Regions from separate parts of the Gossypium hirsutum genome. Here region 1 is linked to region 2. The links are chromatin contacts, called in public Hi-C maps. All regions are on one chromosome and are shown on one strand. The core of a region is the stretch at or near the end of the contact, and the rest is flanking DNA. Distances in the headings are between cores, read along the strand shown.

What was found. Hi-C and Micro-C count contacts between places; a contact is called where the count stands out from the background.
Region 1: a Hi-C map of leaf shows a contact between it and region 2, with 2.4 times the contacts expected there. The contact joins the promoter of LOC107946507 here to the enhancer-like site in region 2. A contact is called at or near these places in 5 of 34 Hi-C or Micro-C datasets (callus and leaf).

Annotation. Positions count from the first base shown.
Region 1 is chrD12:52,638,279-52,644,866 of Gossypium_hirsutum_v2.1, reverse strand. LOC107946507 (HVA22-like protein a) reads left to right here and starts at 3,855. Exons shown (of 5, transcript XM_016880871.2): 1 at 3,855-4,279; 2 at 4,504-4,530; 3 at 4,661-4,783; 4 at 5,389-5,632; 5 at 5,829-6,077. The coding sequence starts at 4,218. The coding sequence ends at 5,885.
Region 2 is chrD12:52,598,238-52,604,107 of Gossypium_hirsutum_v2.1, reverse strand. It overlaps LOC107946506 (RINT1-like protein MAG2), which reads right to left. Exons shown (of 4, transcript XM_016880870.2): 4 at 5,354-5,870. The coding sequence ends at 5,528. Among protein-coding and RNA genes, the nearest start is that of LOC107946506, 6.8 kb to the right of the region's middle. Within about 2 kb of position 4,422, at least 6 of the 9 cell types and tissues checked have an H3K27ac peak or open chromatin away from gene starts, as enhancers often do. A contact at or near this core is called in leaf, where this site is marked.

The sequences.
Region 1 (6,588 bases), core at 2,606-5,105, 41 kb before region 2:
AAGGCCTTAAATTTTGTGAACAATGCGGAGTTGAATTTGTTGGTTCTTGGATACAAAGATATCAAATGGGATATATAAGGCGAGCATGTCTAATAACTCATGTATGGTATTTGAAACGTCTTCCTAGTTATATCACCAATCTTTTGACAAACCTCTTAAAGAATGTAACACCCCTTACCCGAGACCGTTTCCGGAGTCGAGCACGAGGCATTACTTAGCTTATCTTACCAATTCGGAGCATAAAAACTAGGTTTGAAAATTTATTTCATTATTCGCAGCAAATCTGTCTAATCGCGCAGCAGTTACTAAATTAATTATAACTTGAGCTACAGAACTCGAAATTTAATCCCGTAAATTTTCCATGAAACTAGACTCATATATCTACTCATCATAAATTTTTAGAATTTTTGGTTCAGCAAATTAGTACAGTTTATTAGTTAAAGTCTCCTCTGTGTCACCACCAGACTGCCCTGACCTCTAGTCACTAAAAATAAGTTTTCTCACTATAGGATTTTCATATGAAGTTATTACTTGTTTCTATAGAAAATAGACTCATTAAGGAATCTAAGCATGTAAATTTCAACTCATAACCATTTTTGTACAATTTGTAATTATTTTCTAAACTCAGAACAGGGGACTCCAAAAACAGTTCTGACCCTATCTTACTAAAATTCACATATCTTAAAATATAAATTTCCTTTTTCTACACCGTTATTTTTCCATGAAAATAGACTCAACAAGCTTTAATTCCATATATCATTCACCCTCTAATTCATTTTATACTATCTTGGGTGATTTTTCAAATTCACGTCACTGTGCTGCCTGAATTCTGTTTCTTTGCAAAATTTTATCCTTTCATGATTTCCATGCATAATTTATCACCTAATCTTTCATAACAACAAACACCTTCATCCTTAACCATTTTAATAACCATACATCATCAAATACTTACACATCACTCATTAGCAAAATCATCATTACAAACATACAAAATAACTAAATCCCTATACATGCCATAACTCAAACGTGTTTCGATATAAAATACCGAGCAGTTGTAGTTGATAGTGTGGACGATCTCCGACTTCTTTAGGATCCTTGAAGTAGCTTTGCAATACTATAAGAGAAAGAGAAATAAAAGAAGTAAGCATAAAGCTTAGTAAGTTTACTAGCAAATAAATAACAATATTTAACTTAAATAATTAAACTCAATGTCTATATCTCTAGTTTACTCTTTAGTTAATCTTATACTAGTTCTCTTACTTGTTTACTTAGAATACTTGTGTGCATAACTTACTCAATCCTTGCTGCATCGTTGAACATCAATTGATAGTATAATAAGTTCTTAAGTCTTACAAATTACCTGAGCTTGCCATTTATGCTTTAAACTGAACTTTCATGAACATGATTCGTTTACAAGCCCGTTGAGCTACATTGGAATAATAAGGATACTCGGGTCTCTTCTGATAATAACATGCCAAAGCCATGTCCCAGACATGGTCTTACATGGGATGTTCTCGTGATGGTGCCCATGCCATGTCCCAGACATGGTCTTATAGGGGACCTCTCATCTCGGTGCCAACGCCATGTCCCAGACATGGTCTTACATGGGACCTCTCGTCTCGGTGCCCATGCCATGTCCCAGACATGGTCTTACAGGGGACCTCTCATGATCTTAAGGATGCCAATGCCATGTCCCAGACATGGTCTTACATGGGATCTCTTTACCCAAATGTCATGACATTCGTATCCAGAACCATCCTTATGTATCAACGGGACTTTTAAACTTTAATTCTCTATCATTTCATGCTTGGATCATCATCAAATAAATTCATAAAATAAATTCATAATTGCTGGAAATTAACAGCATTAATAATAAATATTGAAATATTGCATTTATTTACTGTAAACTTACCTCGGTACCAATTATAGCCAAATTCACCAACTTAGTCTTCAACTTTATTCTTCCCTTTGTCTAACCTCGAGTTTCGTACTTCTTGATCTAAAATAGTAAATTTAACTTATTTAATAATCACATTCATTAAAACAGCCCTCGACTCTAACTTTTTCAAAATTACAATTTTGCCCCTAAACTTTTACATAATTACATTTTTGCCCCAAGGCTCGGAAATTAAACTTCATCTCTTATTCTTATGTTTTATAACATTCTGAACATTTTTCCCTTCTATGGCAACATCAAATTCCCACTCTAACATGTACTTATGAACATTAGGTATTTTTACCGATTATGTCGTTTTACTCGTTTTCACTTAAAATCGCTTAGCAAAAGTTGTTTAACATAATTTCTAGCTTCATATTCTATCATAAAACATCAAAATAAACACTTTTTACCTATGGGTATTTTTCCAAATATAAACCCTAGGTTAAATTATTGCTAGAATAAGCTAAATTAAGCTACCGGGATCTCAAAAACGTAAAGAACATTAAAAACGGGGCTTGGGATCACTTACTATGGAGCTTGGAAGCTTGAAAACCCTAACTATGGCTTCCCCCTTGCTGATTTCGTTCATATGAAGAAGATGATGATTTTTGCCATCTTTTTCCCTTTTAATTCATTTTAATTACTAGATTACCAAATTGCCCCTAACTTAAAAATTTTCTATTTCACTTATCTCATGTCCATTTTTGTCTACCAAGTTACCAATGGTATAATTATCATATAAAGACCTCCAATTTAAAGTTTCATAACAATTGGACACCTCTAACATGTAGAACTCAACTTTTGCACTTTTTACAATTTAGTCCTTTTGACTAAATTGAGTGCCCAAACGTCGAAATTTTCGAACGAAATTTTCAAAAAATCATTTTGTGAAATTGTAGACCATAAAAATATAAGAAAAATAAATTTTTTCTCATCGGATTTGTGGTCTCGAAACCACTGTTCTGATAACCTCAAATTTGGGCCATTACAAAGAATTAGAGGGTCTAGTATACTGCGATGTGTGATTTGATCGAAATTATTATTTTATAGATTAGGAATAAGAAACTGTCATCCCCTTCAATTGAATTGGGATGCCCTGGATCTGACATGTCTCTTGGGAAGAGTAACATGAAGCTTTGAATTATGGGCGTATTCAATACTCCAAAATAAAAAAGGCATTTGTTTATGGTCGAGTTGGCTATCTCTTGCCTTTTTCCTCTCCAATCAACCCTTTCTTTGTTGTCTTCACAAGTTGTGATGGATAAATGACAGTGTTTGTCGTTTGTTAAAACTCCATCGGTAACCAGTAGTTTTTCTTGGAAAGTGGGTGACTCTTCGTCAACTTCTTAACTTGTTTCTGTTTTGAGAATATTTCAGAATAATAAATTATTTCACTTGTTGTCTTAAGTTTTTTATATATATTTTGTTTGTTTTTCCATTGTTTAATAAGTCTTCAGTTTTAAAAGTTTTTATCTACTCTTATGACATACTTTTTAGTTTTGCTTATGCATGTAATGTTAGTTTTATGAGTGATTTTAGGGATAATTTTGTTGTTATCCTCTCTAGTTTGGTAAATACTCGATTCTTTTGTCAATTTTTGCTCTCCGCTTTGAAATATTCGGGGTTGATTTCCTTATCATATAAGTGATTACAATCACTTTAGATATATTGTGCTTGAATTGTGATAAAATTAATTGTCAACTTGCTAATTCAAATTCAAAATTTTAATTAATAATAAAATCATATTATGTTATTTAAATTTATTAATAAAAATATTAATTTGAAAATTTTATTAATAAAAAAAACCCAGTTAATAGCGGAACCAAGTTTAGACAAAATGCTAAGAAGTTTGAAATGGTAATTCGGCCCGACTCGGTTCATATGAGAGCTACGTAGACAAAGGGAATGGCAATCATGTAATTCCAGTGGAAGAAAGTCCCTTTCATGGTATTTCCCCTACGAGAGTGATTGGTTCCACCAAACGAATAAGCAAAAGAAGCCCCTAAATTTCTTTCTGTTGAAAGTTAAGGAACATCCATAGCCGTCCATTTTAGTCACTCTTAAACTATCCACCGTTAGATTCCAACCGCCAAACAACCCCAACCTTCCTTACAAACCAGCTTTTAGCATCTTAAGCAGCTCAGCTTTCTTACGCATACAAAACACACTTTTCACTCAAGCAACTGCCCCAATAAGAACAAAACCAAAGCTTTGGGTTAGTTTCCTTTTTTAATTATATCAGAGGTTTCAGAAAGAAAAAGAGCCTTGGAAAGTGAAGATGGGATCTGGGGCTGGAAGTTTTCTTAAGGTTTTTTTTAAGAACTTTGATGTTCTTGCTGGGTAATTTCCTCTTGCCCCATTTATCTTGTTTCTACTTTGGGTCATGTATTTTATATATGTATGCTATTGCTGCTTTAAAAAATGTAAATTTTAAAACATCAACTAAGAGAACAGAAATAGAGTTTTAGGCTTATTGTATACTTTTAACTTCAAGCTATTTGTGTGTGTTCCTGAATATCTTTAATATTTTATTTTCTAATTTGGTTTTTGGGTTAATTTTGCAGGCCAGTTATTAGTCTTCTGTATCCTCTGTGAGTGTGTTTTTCAATCTTTTTGGGGTTTCATTTACTTTTTTTCTCTTACCCTTTTAATTGGTGTAATTTACAAGTTGTCTGAACTTGAATTGGCTTAATTGTTCCATGGCATTGAATTCTTAAACAGTTATGCCTCAGTTAGGGCAATTGAATCCGAGTCTCGTGCCGATGACCGACAATGGCTTACATATTGGGTTCTCTATTCCATGATTACATTGCTGGAACTCACCTTTGCCAAAGTCATTGAATGGTAAATTTTTATGCTCTTGAATGATCAAGTTTGTGTTGCTCCTAGATAGCACATTTCTTGCTCTAACACTATCCCTATATATACATTTCCCGTTTCCGGGAATCCGAGTTAACTTTTTCTCTTTTGCTTTGGGGGTGTCTGAGAGAGGGAAAGCTCAGATTTTTCATTTGATTAAACAATTATGATTCTAGTTGACCAACTCAAGAAAAAAAATGGTTATTGTGCTTATAAAATTGACAATTTAGGTGACCAAACCTGTTGTATTCTTTAATTAGCTTCTCATCCACTAGAAGAGGAACCCATTTCTTTACCAAGGGTTTCAACTCACTTTATTTCAACAAATCGATTCCATCGAAAAAGTGGAAAGCATTGCCAAGATAAATCTAACTTGGTTATATTGAAGTTTCACCAATGTGTTAATTACTTATCTTTATATTTCTTTGCCCTGGTTTAGTTTCTCGGATAGTTGTGCGAAAAACTTCATGATACTTATGCTGATTTTAAAGAAGGGAAGTTGTATGCTAAAGGCTTCTTATCATAATTATGCACATTCAGAAATTGCATTTGCCTATACCTTGCTGAAACATTTGAGAACATGAATACAGGATCCCAATCTGGTCTCACGCGAAGTTGATTTTCACCTGCTGGCTGGTCATCCCGTACTTCAGTGGTGCTGCTTATGTTTACGAGCATTATTTGAGACCTTTCTTTATGAACCCACAACAGACAATTAACATCTGGTATGTCCCGAGGAAGGACTTCTTCAGTAAATCAGATGATATTTTAACTGCTGCCGAGAGATACATTGAAGAGAACGGGACTGATGCATTTGAGAAGCTCATTCATAGGGTATGCCATCAATGATCGGATTCTCTTTCAGTTACATGTTTTTGCGAGCTGTAATTCATACAAGGAAGTTTGATTTTGCAGCATCTTTTTATTTTCATCCATTCATGTTGGTTCGCTATTAACTGATAGAAGCTCTTGAAAAATTTGACTACTGTTGGTTTTTGTAATAATCCATTGTTCTTCCATGGGTTTGCAGGCTGACAAGTCGAGGAGCAGTGGTTACATATATGATGACGATGGCTACAGATATTGAACCTTGTAGCTCTATGTGTAGCAAGTAACAACCCATAATATATACATATATGCTGTCAAGATGAAGTGTCTGGGAAAGAGACATTTTTGTGAGTGTGAAGAAGTATGAATGGTTGTGTAATGTTATGTAATTATGATAGGTTGCTTGAAACTTTGATATGGTAGATAGTGCAAGTTCCCAATTACTTTTTCATATTACGCTTACTTTCTGTATCTAGTAATTTTCATGCTTGTTTTTGTTTTGTTTCACTGCTTCACAAAGGTTATTTTATCTCATTGCTAATAGATCAATGGTGAAGGAAATTAAAGACGAAATTAAGTTTAATCCCCACCATCTTTAATCATGATTTAATTGCCATAGCTAGTTTTTGTTAAATCACCAATCAAGCCCCTTTTAATATCAATTCACTTCTTTTCTTTTCTCACATTAGACTTACTACACTTCTTTCTCCTTTGCAAATTAGTCCCTAGCTCAACTTTTGACTATTTGCAATTTTATTCAATTTCGATATTTTCCAGTGTTACACCAGTTTATACAACTATTGTCTAGTAGTGGTCACTTTTATATGATTCTCATGACAAGAAAGACTAATGTCAGGCTGTCTATGAACGATATTGTTATCACTGAATACCCAGACATTTCTCTCACTCCAAAATATCCCTCTCTTTTAAGAATCCTTTCTAAATCCAGGAGTTAGCCCCCT
Region 2 (5,870 bases), core at 3,173-5,672:
CTTTTAAATCCCTCCTTATTAGTCACTTAAGCTATTTAATCACAATTTAATAAATTTTGCACTATTTTCAATTTAGTACTTTTTAATTAATTGATTATCCAAAAGTTAAAATTTTCTAACGAAAATTTTATACTAACTCAATGACATTCCATAAATATTTATAAAAATATTTATGGCTTGGTTTATGAACTCGAGGTCTCGATAGCTCATTTTAGACCCAATTTACCTATTAAATTCTTTTTAAATCACAAAAGTCACTAATTCAAAAATTCTTCTAAATTCACACTTGACCCATAATTATTAGTTTTTTAAATTTTAACTCATTGGTCGAATTTAGTGATCTCGAATTACTGTTTCCGACACCACTGAAAATTAGACTGTTACATAAGTACAGGGGTCACACGGCCAAGCCACACGCCCGTGTGCCAGGCATTGTGAAAATTCCTGAGCATTCTGTTTTGAATTTTTAAGATGCAGGGGACACACGGCCAGAACACACACCCATGTACTAGGCAATGTGTCACACACGACTGAGACACACGCCCGTGTCTTTGCCCGTGTGGACAAAATAAGGTCATTTTCAAGCCTTAATCCTCACCCAATTTCACCTTCCACCCACATAAACACTTGAACACATTCACCAACCAATTTAAGACATTTAAACCAAGCCAAAACCAAGTCTTATGCATGGTACTTCATTACATATATCCTATACTCAATCTTACCTAATTGATCAAATTTACATATATGCATACCTTATCAATTATGCTATCTCTATCCATCATCCATATGCTTACCATTATTAAACCATTTCAATTTCACACATCAAACATGTAAAGGCCATAAGCACTTTTCAAAATATACCAAACACAAGCCATACCAATGGCTAGTTACAACAAAAATATTTAAAATGCCAACAATGACAAAGTTAACCTATACATGCCATTATAACCAAAATTAGTTTCATAATTATACCGAAATGGGCTGGTGGATAGTGTGAGTGATCTCCGCCAAGCTTCCAGACCAGCGAGCTTCCGAGTACTATAAAACAGAGGAAATACAACTGAGTAAGCACTTAATGCTTAGTAAGTTCGTATAATGGGAAAATTAACTTGCCATTCATTTACTTGTATAATAAACAAGCATAATACATCCAAAGCAATTTGACAATTAGCCTAACATATATAACCTTAACAAACATGTTAGTCATGTGTTTCATGCGAATAACAAGAATAAGGATGAGTTCATCAGGTATCAAGTTTCCAAGTATTTTATGCATATACAGATAATAATTTCATTTTGATTTCTTATGTTCTCATGTCAGAATTTCACCCGTTGAATTATTTGAAATCTCGATGGATACTTTGGTAGTACACCTAAAGTGTACATTATTATAAATCCGTCAATTCATTTCCGAGAGTGCTTTTATAAGAACTTAAACAAAAATCTCTATCTCAAGCACTATAACAGAAAGCTCATTTAGCCTTTTACAGGAAGTTTATCCGGGCAATATAATGGGAAGCTCACAAAAAGCCTATAATTGGTATCTCCGAAGAGCAATTAACGGGTAGCTCCGAAGAGCACTTAACGGGAAGCACCGAATAGCCTTATAACAGGAAGTTCAAGCGAGCACTAACGGGAAGCTCACGAAGAGCCTTTAATTAGGAAGCTCACGAAGAGCCATATAACGGGGCGCTCATAAGAGCTGCAGTGTGCCCACAACACATATAGGGTCACAACCGATTGGGATGCTCCGTAGAGCATTTAACGAGAAGCTCACAAGAACATTATATGGGAAGCTTGAGAGGGCTTATAACGGGACGCTCTTTAGAGCTACGGTATGTCCGCAACATGTGCAAGAACACTACCATTTCATACACATATATGACATTTACAAAATTTACATATTCAACACTCAATATAAGCATATAAATATACACAATTAACTTACACGAACTTACCTCGACAATTGTTCGTGACTTGTAAACTACTAATCCGATACTTTTTCTTTTCCATGATCTAACTCCATTTTTGATTTATTTGGATCTATACGAGTAAATTTAACATCAATTTAATACAATTTACATTCAATTCAATCCAAGTTACATCTTAGGGAAAATTATCGTTTTGCCCCCTATAATTTTAATTAATGACAATTTCGTTCCTAGGCTCGGAAAATGAAATTCATGCAATTTAATCCTTATTTCAAGCCTAGCCGAATTTTACATGTATCAATAGCACATGCGTTTCACAAAAATTAAAATTTTTCCATAAATTTTTACATTTTACAATTTAGTCCCTAAATCACATTTTCATCAAAATTCCTTTAACAAAAGTTGTTTATCTATCAACAACCTTTCATTTTCTACCATAAAATTTCATAATTCAACTATATTCATCCATGGCAAAGTCTTAGAACTTTGATAGCTTTGCAAATTAATTCCTAAAATAGCTTAATTATGCTATTACAATCTTGGAAACATAAAATGACTAAAAACGGGATAAGAATTCATACCTAATTAAGCCAAGAAACCTTGATTGAGTTCTTTTCTCTTAGCTAGGGTTTTCATAAAAAATTTGGGAAAGACGATGATAAATCTTGATTTTTTTGTTATTTAATTATTTATCATCTTTTTATCTTTTTCTTTCCAATTTCATCCTTTTCTTTAATTAAATTTCCATGGATGAATCATCATCCTTATCTACTAACTTCTCTTAATGGTCTATTTGCCATATAAGGACCCCAAACTTTGAATTCTATAGCTATTTAATACATATAGCTACTAGAACTCAACTTTTACATTTCATGCAATTTGGTCCTTTTCATCTAATTAAGCATCAAATTGGTAAAATTTTTTTAACGAAATTTTCATAAGATTTTCCTATATAATTCAGATCATGAAATAATATTAAAATAATTTTCTTTTTAAACTCGAATTTATGGCCTCAAAACCACTGTTTCGATTTCACTGAAAACGGACTATTACAGATTAAATTTTAAAAATTGAATGTGCCAAAGTGAGAAAAAAAAATCAAAGTCAAAGTGTCAAAATAGATAAACATTAGCAACTAAATCTATCATTATATCTTTTAAGTTTTCAAGGCAAGAGGGAAAAATGCTAATCTATAAAATACTTTCTTTTCGATTTTAATTATCATAGAGTAATGAAGAATTTACACTCTTGTTCTATTTTTTAAGTTTATTTTACTAGAACAATTCATATAATGTTAAGGTATGCTTGGTAAAGTGATAAAAGATTTAAATGCATGGAAAATAATTTTAGTATTTAATTTTTTAATGTATTTAATTATAAATATTTTTTTACATGAGAAATCAACAAAGATGAGTAAATAAGGATAATTTTGGCGATTCACCTTAGTAGGGTGGATAGTCGCCGTAACAAGTGGATAAAGGGGCGGAGAGAGTGGCTGACAACACGAGAGAAAGAGTAAGCATGGAATGGAGTGTTTTGTTCTGTTGTTGTCATCTGTCTCCTTAGTGCAATGGGAAGGCTTATATACATGAGACAAGAGGTGTGCCATGTGTAAGGATCTCACTAGCAGCACAGTCACATCTTGTCCTGTCTTGTAGGGATGGTGATGTTACCTCATAAGTTAGTAATTTGATGTTATAAGACAACAAAACAATCAAAAAATGCAATGTTTGTCTGGTGTGATGTTTGCATGAAACGTGTGAGGCTTGTAGAGGTGGTATAACAATTGCCCTCCCAAGATGATGAGAGGTTATAAAGTGATCTCTATTAAGTCTGCTAGAAGGTCCGCCAAAACCCATCCAAGTTGATTGGAGTACTTTGTAATTTCGCAAATTTACAACTCCGTAATTTTAAAATTTCAAATTTAAAGTCAACATAAGGTTGGCTTTTAAAATTAAACACTATGAAAATTTTGCAAATGTGTGTTAAATAGAGGTGATTATGTGCTCGAGCCAGACTCACACAAAATTTTAGGCCCGTTTCTTAGGCTCGGGCCTGACTCAGTCCGAAATATGGGCTTAAAATTTTGTCCAAGCTCGGCCTGAAAGAAAATTGTTAAGCCTGAGCCCGTTCTGGCCCGGCCCATATTTGATTAAAAATAAAAAATATATATTTAATATATAATTCGAATTAAAAATCCAAAAATATATATATATTTAATAAAAAGTATATTTGATTAAAAATAATATATATTTAATATATAATTCAGGCCAGGCCGAGCTGAGCTCGGGCCAAAAAAGTCTTACCCGAGGTCCGACCTATTTTCTAAACGGGTCTTATTTTTTGTCTAAATCCATATTTCGGACTTATATTTTTACCCAAACCCTCTCATTTTTTAAACGAGCCATCGGGCCAGGCCGGGTAGCCTAACCCATGATCACTTCTGGTGTTAAATGGTTACACGCCTCTTTGGTAACCTTGGTGATTTGGTAAGGATTGGGAATGATGTAACGCTGCTACATGTCCTTCTATGAGAGGTTTCTTTCTGCAAATTGTTGAGAAACGTACGCAAGTGTCAAGCGTGTTTGCTTAATTGTCACGCAATGGGTGTAAACCAAGATCCATGGCTGCGTTATAAATAGTGGGAGTCAGGGATTTATCTTTTCACTTGTTTAACTCTATTTTTTTTTTCTTTTTTGCTACGTCCAAATTTCTTTGAAGTTTTGTCCAGCCTTCTACAGATTTACCTTTAGTGTTTTATTAGGATTGTGTTTTGTGGCAGTGAGAATTTCTTCATTTAAAATTTGGTAGGCTCCGTTTCTTTTTCCTTTGTTGTTCGGATATAATGGCTGGGGATAACACATCAATTTGTACTGGGACAGTCAAGAGATCACCCCATGATGTTTCGATTGAGAGTGACAAATTTGAATGTACTACAACAATGGAGGAAATGAGATATCTGTTGGAATTCTAACTTCAAATATGAGTTTTCGATTCTCAAAGGGAAGCATCAACTAAGCAAAGCAAGTTTGGAGAGGGAAGGCTCAACATACTTTTTGGTGTCCCCATATTTGTTCGAAGCTGGCAATTAAAAGGAACGTCCTGGTGAACTCTAGTGGCATACTTCATAATCATCAGAAAGGGGAAGAGCCATTAGAAGGGATTGAGCAACCCAACCCATAATGATTGGTATAAATATGAATCTAGGATGAAGATGAGAGTCAATAATAAGACTCCAAATCTTTTTTTCTTTTTTTCTCTGTTAAAAATAATATTAAAATAATCCAATATAGGATATTGCTAACAAATGCTCAGAGATATAGTAATATATTTGTCTAATGTATGTTGAATGTCGAATAGGAATTTATTTGTCTACATATTTGAAAGGTTGGGTAATGAAGCCTGAATAGGAATGATGGTGAAAAAAGAACAAAACAATCTTCATTGTTTATTGGTCTACTGTATTTCTGAAACGAATGGGTTAATAATCGAAGAGCCAAATACAAACAGAGACAACTTTAACTCCCTTGTCCAAGTCTACTGTGTAATTCAGCTACAATGACCGAAGGGAACCAAAATTAAAAGCCTTTTTTTTACTTGGTATATACTCTGTTTTTCCCAATCTTTTCTACCTCAGCTACACTCAAATGCCTAATTCCATTCTCCTTCATCCGTTTCTGCCCCTCTTTCAGGCTGTCTTCAAGTTGGTCCTTTTCCATCTTCAACAACTTCAAGCTCTCGCTCACCTTCGGAAAGAATCCTTCCGGCCTCAAACACCATGCCCTAAATACCCCCCATACCACCTCTACATCATACCCAAATCTCTCCACCCCCTCCTCATGGAACTTCACATTGCTCATAAGAATGCCGTTAAATATCAATTTATCCACCCCCGCTGCCAGGCTCCTCCAGATTCCCGCAAAGTCTACCCTGTTT